Regions from separate parts of the Capra hircus genome. Here regions 1 and 3 are each linked to region 2. Evidence: chromatin contacts called from public Hi-C data. All regions are on one chromosome and are shown on one strand. The core of a region is the stretch at or near the end of the contact, and the rest is flanking DNA. Distances in the headings are between cores, read along the strand shown. Region 1 has its middle 17 kb from the start of PDE6H. Region 2 holds the start of ART4 (ecto-ADP-ribosyltransferase 4). Region 3 overlaps GUCY2C (heat-stable enterotoxin receptor).

Region 1 (2,700 bases), core at 17-2,516, 150 kb before region 2:
AAGTGCTCATTCATGACAGCAGGTGGCAGCACTGCATGCGATTTAGTTTAGGGGGCCCTGGAGGAACGTGAAAGTTGTTAACCATTCAATGCAAAAAGCTGGAAAGAGGCTCAGTGACTTAGGACTTCTGGCCATAAAGAGAAACGGTTTGTTCATGTTTGAAATATGCCTAGATTTATTACTTGGTTTTTAGCATTTTATACTTGTCAATTATTTAATGCAATATCCTTGCTTTAATTCTCACACACTGAGCCCAAAGAAGACAAGTGAATTCCTGATCACTTAGCAGGCTCTGCGCAGCACCGCCAGGCAGAGCCCAGGCCTCCTGGCTGTTTTGCCCCAAGGAGATGGTGTGACCGATGTGGAGAATCTTCCCCATGATTCACACTTGTAAATTTCAGTTTTCAGCAGTCTGACTCCGCCATGGTGATGTTAGAAATCAAGCAGCTCATTTCCAGTTGCAAAAAGCACAAGCGAGTTTACACAAACATGCTGTTTCTGTGGCCTGTGTAACCCTTCCCTTCTAGCCATCTATAAAACATAAGCCCTCCTCTGCTTCTCTCTTTTAAATAATTCAGTGTCATATTTGCTTAGTTCTCATAATATTGGTTTTGATGTTGTTCAGTCTTGTGTGATCATTTTCCCTCTTGCACTGAATATTGGGCTTACTGATTATTCTTGTCTGTGTATCTTTTCCCTTCACATCTCTAGTTGTTGAGAAAACGCTCTCCTTTCCTCAGTTTACAGTGCTGCTTGATTTTTTTTCAGAGTCAAGGTCAACAGCACCATAGCAATTGTCTGATAGCAACTGTGTCTGTTTGCCTCAGGCATGCATACCAGAGGAGCATTTTTGCTCCTTATATGCTATTTTCTGCTCTAACTGTGATGCTCGGAACTCTGGAATAGGGATTGGTGCCTACCTCACCAGCCCCATCACCCCCAACTTCTTCCCAAGGATACCGACAAACACGAAAGAGATGGAGGATAAGTGAGGTTCACTGCCGCCACCTGTCCAGAAAAAGCTCTTTATGTCCCTGGTCCACCTACTCCTGTCAGAGGAGGCAGACAAGGACAGGGAGTGACAGAGGCTAAGGACGGAGAGTGGCCTCGCAAGGCCCCGGCAAGAGGTCAGCCCTAGGAATAATGGTGCCGGTTTGGCTCTGGCTTCTTGGAATTTGTCCAGCACTTAGATTCTGAACTCTCTGACATTCTCTGCAGCTGGAGAAGCACTTAACTGGGTTAGGTGTGGAGGAGGGAGGCATTGTCTATTCTATTAGTCAACACAAGAGTCTGAGTCAGAACTCACACTATTAGGCCCTATTCTCTCACATTACGTATGTTACTAGAGGCAAATAAGGGCTTCCCAGAAGGAAATGGCAACCCGCTCCAGTGTTCTTGCCTGGAGAATCCCAGGGACGGGGGAGCCTGCTGGGCTGCCGTCTGTGAGGTCACACAGAGTCGGACACTGCTGAAGCGACTTAGCAGCAGCAGCAGCGGCTGGTGGCTCAGACAGTAAAGAATCTGCCTGCAATGTGGGAGACACAGGTTTAATTCCCTGGATCGGGAAGATCCTCTGAAGAAGGGAATGGCTCCCCACTCCAGTATTCTTGGAGAATTCCATGGACTCTGCAGCCTGGCAGACTACATACAGTCATGGGGTCGCAAAGCGTCAGACACGACTGAGTGACTAACACAGAGAACCACTTAAATCAGTCACTGGGTGGCAACATGTTCAGCATTAGCTAATTCCTAATGTTTAAAATGTAGTCTGGGGCCACATCAGGGTGCAAACTGGTACAAATATAAGAACCACTGGGGAGGGACTTCCCTGGTGGTCCAGTGCTTAAGACTGCCCTCCTGCTGCAGGAGGCATGGGTTTGATCACTGATCGGGGATTAAGATCCTCCATGGTGAAAAATACCAACTAAAATAAAGTGTTTTAACAAAGAATTATTGGGGACTCTTGAAAAATACAGATTCTAAGATAGCTTCCTTAGAGATTCTTATTCAGAAAACCTGGAGTGGGGCTCAAATTTTGTGCATTTTAAGAAGAGATTCTCCACAGCTCTTATTTATCAACAAAACATAAAAGATTTTTTTAAATCCTCCAAATCCTAAAATTTGATGAGAATTTCTGCAGTGTTCTCTTTCATCTGTTGTGTTCTTCATATTTGACACTGTGCTTCCTCCACTTCCAAGGTTTACCTTTAGAATCACATTTGGAGGTTTCAAACGTATCCATGCTGTTTCCCACTTATAAGTAAACATCAGTGGCTGACAAAGTGTCTGTTCTTCCATACTACTGCTATGCAGTACATTTCCAACTTGCCTCTTCACACTCACTTTCCACCCTTCTCCACCTGATCTTTGGTGTTGTAAGTGGACCCTACTGATCACATTGATAAGCTCCTTTGCTTCAGAGTTAGATTTATCCAATGGGAGGCATCAGGGCAAGAGTAGAGCACAGGAGAACAACGTTGGGGTGTTAATTAGCCTCACCCCTCCCCTCCTGACTGCCCATGTGATCAGGGTGGGTTGGCCGTATCTCACTACTGAAGACCACCTCCCTCTCACCAGGTGGGTGGTGGGTGGTGGTGGTTTCTTATGATTAGAGCTGACCTTAGGGTTCCTTCAGGTCTAGGTTGGTCATGTAGCCCCAAGTTACTCTACTACCTTCCGTAGATTCTGCTTAACCCTTCC
Region 2 (2,700 bases), core at 131-2,630:
ATTAAGGGTTCATAAATATTCTACATACATGTACATCTGATTATAACAGACTGAACTATGGGAAAACATACAGGATCCTGTTATTATATAACTTGCAGTTGTCAATTAGCCTTGAGCATATGCCCATTTGCATCCCCTTTCTTGACTGGTGGTGGGTACAAGCCATATTTTGCACAGGGCACAACCAAAGGGAGAAGACAAGATGTATAAGAAGGGGGAAGCCAAGAGGGATTATTACCATGGTGCCTTTGGGGTTAACCTTTTCCTATGTCTTGGGAATGTCTGTTTAATAAAAGATTTGTCTGCTTGGGTTGTAACTGAGCTATAACTTGTCTGTTGTTTCAAACTGTTTAGTCTGCTGTTCCAAACTTTTGATGTGTTGAGACAAGAACTGAGAGAGAAATAAACCAACCTGACATCCTTTTCTAGATACTCTGAACTTTGGTGATGAGGCATAACTGCTGTGATAGTATCAGAAGTTTCAACTTTAAAATATTTTTAAGTTTTTGAAAAAAATAAGAATTTTCAAGAACAAGATTTCATTTCCCTTCACAGTTAAATATGAATCAGAAAGTGTGTGTTTGGGAAAGATTCATAAGAAAAACAATTACCCCAAGGACTGAGAACAGAGGAAGGGTGTTCAGACTAGAAAAGGAAATGACTAAAAGAGATAGTTTCATAGGGCACTTGTGCTGAATGAACTTAGCACCCTGCAACCTCTTCTTGGTCCACGTCATTGAACACTGTCAGCTCCTTTTCTGAGAGAAGTCATTTGGATTCACTACAGACTGAAATAGCATGGATTGAGGATCTGATGCCTTTAGAAGAGAAAAACATAGACAATCTATGACCCCAACAGGTATAATTTCTAGAGTGGCCGATTTCAAGCGTGCGGTGGAAAAGCAGCAGAGAGAAGCCTCTTTTTTTTTTTTTTTTTTTTTGCACTTTTCAGATACTGTGTTTTTTTAAACTTTATATTTTGTATTGGAGTATAGCCACTTAACAATGCTGTGACAGTTTCAGGTGAACAGCAAAGGGACTCAATCATACACATTCACGTATCCATTCTCCCCCAAATTCCCCTCCCATGCAGGCTGCCATTAACATTGAGCAGAGTTCCCTATGCTTTACAGTAGGTTCTTGTTGGTTATCCATTTTAAATGTAGCTATGTGGACATGCCCATCCCAAACCCCCTAACTCCCCCGATCTCCCACTCCTGGCAACTGTGTTTGTTCTCTTAAGTCTGTGAGTCAAAGAGAGGCTTTGTCTTGACAGTATCCCTACTGTTCTGCTTTGTGGCAGCCCCTTCTGGGTGGGGTCTATCAGCAGTGCCAGATGAACCCAACACAGGCCCACCTTGTAATGGCATGTTTCCAGGAACCTGCACCGGCCAGTCATATCACTCACAATGGGAGGCTGCAGCTCAAGATAATACTGTTTGACCCCAAACATCATATAGGTCATGCCTTGTCCTGCTTTGCTAAGGAAGTTAAAGGTTGAGCTGGTGAGCTTGACCCCTAATAAGCCTTTGGAATTTCCCCACATACAAACAAGACCAGGATTTTTTTTTTTTTTAATTGGGAACTAACTTGAGTTCACTTTAGAATCCCTTATTTGGTGCACATGTCTGGCTGTTCAACAGCGGTTCCAGCTTTACGAGCGAGTTGAATTCTTCCCTCAGAAAAACTGCTAGTTGGTTCAACAGAAGTCTCGAGATACACGTGGGAGAGGAGAGTTCTTGCTGAGACTTACTCCAGGAGAAAAACCTCAAAGGGGCATCTTGAAAGCTGATTTCAGGATGGAGCTGCGAGGGCAAAAAAGCGCTCTGCACACAAACAAATACTGTCCCTTGACCAATCGTTGCAGAAGGATTCTTCTAGCAAATACTGCAGCCTTTGCGGTAAGAATCTGGCTCCTGAGGGGGCAGCTTCTTCTCCTGCTGCTGTGCTCTGGTCTGCAGAGACCCACGGTGAGTTATGGTGGAGGAGGTGATCTCTTTATAATCAGGGCTCTGTTGGAGCATCCTTCTGGTGATAATCTTTAAATGACCTTTAGTTTCTTGGGATAGGGGCTTCCTAGTGACTCAGACCATAAAGAATCTGCCTGCAATGCAGGAGACCCAGGTTCGATCCCTGGGTCAGGAAGATACCCTGGAGAAGGGAATGGCAACCCACTCCAGTATTCTTGCTGGAGAATCCCATGGACAGAGGAGCCTGGTGGGCTACAGTCCATAGGTTCACAAAGAGTTGGACATGTAAAGCAACTTAGCGTACACACATGCAAGCTAGAGACATAGCATTACTTTTTGTTTTAGATTTTTTGGTGTTTTTTTGTTTTTTTTTTTGGCTGTGCCAGGTAGCATGCGAGATCTTAGTTCCCTGACCAGGGTTTGAACCTGTGCAGTAGAAATGTGGCAGAGAAGGCAACGGCAACCCACTCCAGTACTCTTGCCTGGAAAATCCCATGGACGAAAGAGCCTGGTAGGTGGCAGTCCATGGGGTCGCTAAGAGTTCGGCACTACTGAGCAACTTCACTTTCACTTTTCACTTTCTTACATTGGAGAAGGAAATGGCAACCCATTCCAGTATTCTTGCCTGGAGAATCCCAGGGATGGGGGAGCCTAGTGGGCTGCCATCTATGGGGTCTCACAGAATCGGACTCGACTGAAGCGACTTAGCAGCAGCAGCAGCAGCAGTAGA
Region 3 (2,700 bases), core at 41-2,540, 160 kb after region 2:
CCTGGTGGTTCATTGTTTAAGACTACATATTTCCAATGCAGGAGGCCTGGTTCAGTCCCTTCTCAGGGAACTAAGATAACCACATACCATGTAGCCAAAAAGTTTTAAAAAATAAAATAAAATTGGGCTTTTAAAAAACCTTTTTGAAAAAGGATAATTCAGAATTATCTTCCCATTGCAAGATCCTTAATCACACCTGCAAAGACCCTTTTTCCAAGTAAGGTAGCATTCACTGGTTCCAGGGGTTGGGACACATCCTTGGGAGCCATTATCAGCCTGTCATCCTCCCAACTCACAAAAGAGCTCCTCCAGCACACATCACGTTCTCAGTATTTAGGAGCTAGAAGAGCAGATGTCAGTGTGATACAGTTACTAGGCTTATAAAACTGCCTCCTGATTATAAAATAAATATGCCAATATCTAGAAACAATAAAGAAATGTACATTCACTCTATCTGTCCTCTGAAGAAAATGGAGGCGCTCTGTATTTGCTTAATTGTTTTATAATCCTTCACAAAGGCCTTTAAGGACTGTGGAGAAAAAAAAATCCTAATTTTTTCTTTAGAATTTTATCTGAGCGGTTATAATCCAGCATATGGTAAGTAAATGTTAAAAAAAAATATTTATGGCTGTTGAAGAAAATTTTTTTAAACTTTTGTTCCTTGCAGGATAAAGATAACATTTTGCTTCAGTTTGCAAGTGACCTGCTAGATGAGGTTTATGGTCAGACTCTACCGAGCATGAATGGGCCTTTTTTTATTTCTTTCTGTTTTTCAACAGGAAAGGCAGGTTGTACCCCAAGGTGTTCTGAGCTACATCCACTCCTATTTTGCCTTCTCCTCATCCCTTCCCTTCCTGTTGCTTTTCTGGATCCTGGAATTCCTCTTCGCACATCAGCATCTCTCCTCTCAAACCCTCCTTTCTAGTCTGAGTATATCCTCCTGTTTAAAACAGCTTTCACCAAAGCCGCCTCCTTGTCCATAGACTTGTGCGGCTGGGTGGTTCTGGAATAGGAAATGAGGAATTGTCTTCTAGTAGTCGCACAGAGTCGGACACGACTGAAGCGACTTAGCAGCCCCAGCAGCAGCTGGCTCCAATAGAATACAGGTCTGAAACTCCCAGACTTGGCCTGAAGAGCATGTGCTGTTGACCGAGGAGCCTGGTGGGCTACGGTCCATGGGATTGCAGAGTCGGACACGACTGAAGCAACTGGGCACGCATGCACGCTGCATCAGCTCACTTGTCGACGCTTCTGTCCCTCCCTTCCTCTAAGGCAGTGAGCCAGCGGATCGTTTTCCTGGGCAAGGGTACCACCTAGTGGTGAATACGGGCAACTACAGTTCTATACCGTGGTCCTCTCCCTCCCCAGGCACTCTTCGTTAAAGCAAACGAATGCAGACAGGGACTGTAACTAGTACCATTTGTGATCCTGTTTGTGTTGAGAGTGAAGAGCAAACTTAATTTAAAGCAGATGGTCTTCAGCATGCTTTTTGATCCCACAAAAGCTGCAAACAAGCGGAATCAAATGAGATGATGGCTCCATGGGCTTCCTGTCCTCTCCCTCTGTACCCACCCCCCCAACACACCCTCCCATCCCTCCCATCCTCCCACCTCCCCTCCCCGCCTCCCCCACCCCCACCCCCACCCCCTGCCTCGTTTCTCTTCACTGCAGCTGGGAAACTTACAAACGTACATACATTAATGTCCTCTGCCCATGTCATACCTGGGACATATTTGTGCTAAGGAAGTTATTAATTTTTTAATCTGAAATTCAAGTTTAACTGGGTGTCCTGTATTTGTATTTGCTATATCTGAGAACCCTAACAAGGTCCCTTCACAAACCAGTTAATTCAGACGCTCCTGAAGTCCTAAGAAATTTTGTGAATGCTCCCCAGACAATCCCATGGTCAGGCACAGCTGAAAACTAATGTCATACAGCTTCACTCTCATTTTAGAGTTGCCTGGCACTCACCAAGCCCAGTTATTTATCCCCCTCCCCAGCACAAACCCAGCAAATGTCAGTAAGGCGTTCTGTCTCTCCCTTCCCACGTGGTCCAAATCAATATTGCTGTTTTTCCTTAGCCTAGGATCGAAAGGAAGGGTGAGGCAAAGTAGTGCAGGCAGTGATGACCACAGGGAACTGGGCCATTTCATACTCGTTGTGAGAGTTGAGATGTTTTAAAACCATTCCCTGCTTTAGTTGCTTACATCACGGAACAGAATAGGATACCACCGTCTGAGCTAATCCACCTCTTATTTATCTATTTGAAGTACAGCTGATTTGCAGTCTTGTGCCAATCTCTGCTGTACAGCAAAGTGACTCATTTATACCTTCTTTTTCATAGTCTTTTCCATTATAGTTTATCCCAAGGGGATTGGCTATAGTTCCCTGTGCTATCTATAGTAAGACCTTGTTTTTATCTATTTTAAAGGTAGTGGTTTGCATCTACCAACCCCACACTCCCAGCCCTCCCGTCTCCCTGCTCCTCTGACAACCACAGCTGTGTTCTCTAAGCCTGTGAGTCTCTCTTCCATAGAGAGGTTCATTTGTGCCGTATGTTAGACTTCACATATAAGTGATACCATATGGCATTTGTCTTTTTCTGAGTTACTTCAGTTCGCCCTCTTCTTTCTTCCAGGTCTATCTACTTGTCAAAAGCTGCTGGGAGGAAGATCCAGAAAAAAGGCCAGATTTCAAGAA

What was found. Hi-C and Micro-C count contacts between places; a contact is called where the count stands out from the background.
Region 1: a Hi-C map of blood shows a contact between it and region 2, with 3 times the contacts expected there. The contact joins the enhancer-like site here to the promoter of ART4 in region 2. A contact is called at or near these places in 2 of 5 Hi-C or Micro-C datasets (both in blood).
Region 3: a contact with region 2 is called in a Hi-C map of blood, with 6 times the contacts expected there. The contact joins the enhancer-like site here to the promoter of ART4 in region 2. A contact is called at or near these places in 2 of 5 Hi-C or Micro-C datasets (both in blood).

What each region holds. Positions count from the first base shown.
Region 1 is chr5:93,513,500-93,516,199 of ARS1.2, forward strand. No RefSeq gene overlaps it. Among named protein-coding and RNA genes, the nearest start is that of PDE6H, 17 kb to the right of the region's middle. Within about 2 kb of position 1,267, at least 2 of the 5 cell types and tissues checked have an H3K27ac peak or open chromatin away from gene starts, as enhancers often do.
Region 2 is chr5:93,665,131-93,667,830 of ARS1.2, forward strand. ART4 (ecto-ADP-ribosyltransferase 4) reads left to right here and starts at 1,381. Exons shown (of 3, transcript XM_018048442.1): 1 at 1,381-1,970. The coding sequence starts at 1,800.
Region 3 is chr5:93,821,666-93,824,365 of ARS1.2, forward strand. GUCY2C (heat-stable enterotoxin receptor) reads left to right here. Exons shown (of 29, transcript XM_018048449.1): 22 at 2,639-2,700. Among named protein-coding and RNA genes, the nearest start is that of GUCY2C, 56 kb to the left of the region's middle. Within about 2 kb of position 1,291, at least 1 of the 5 cell types and tissues checked has an H3K27ac peak or open chromatin away from gene starts, as enhancers often do.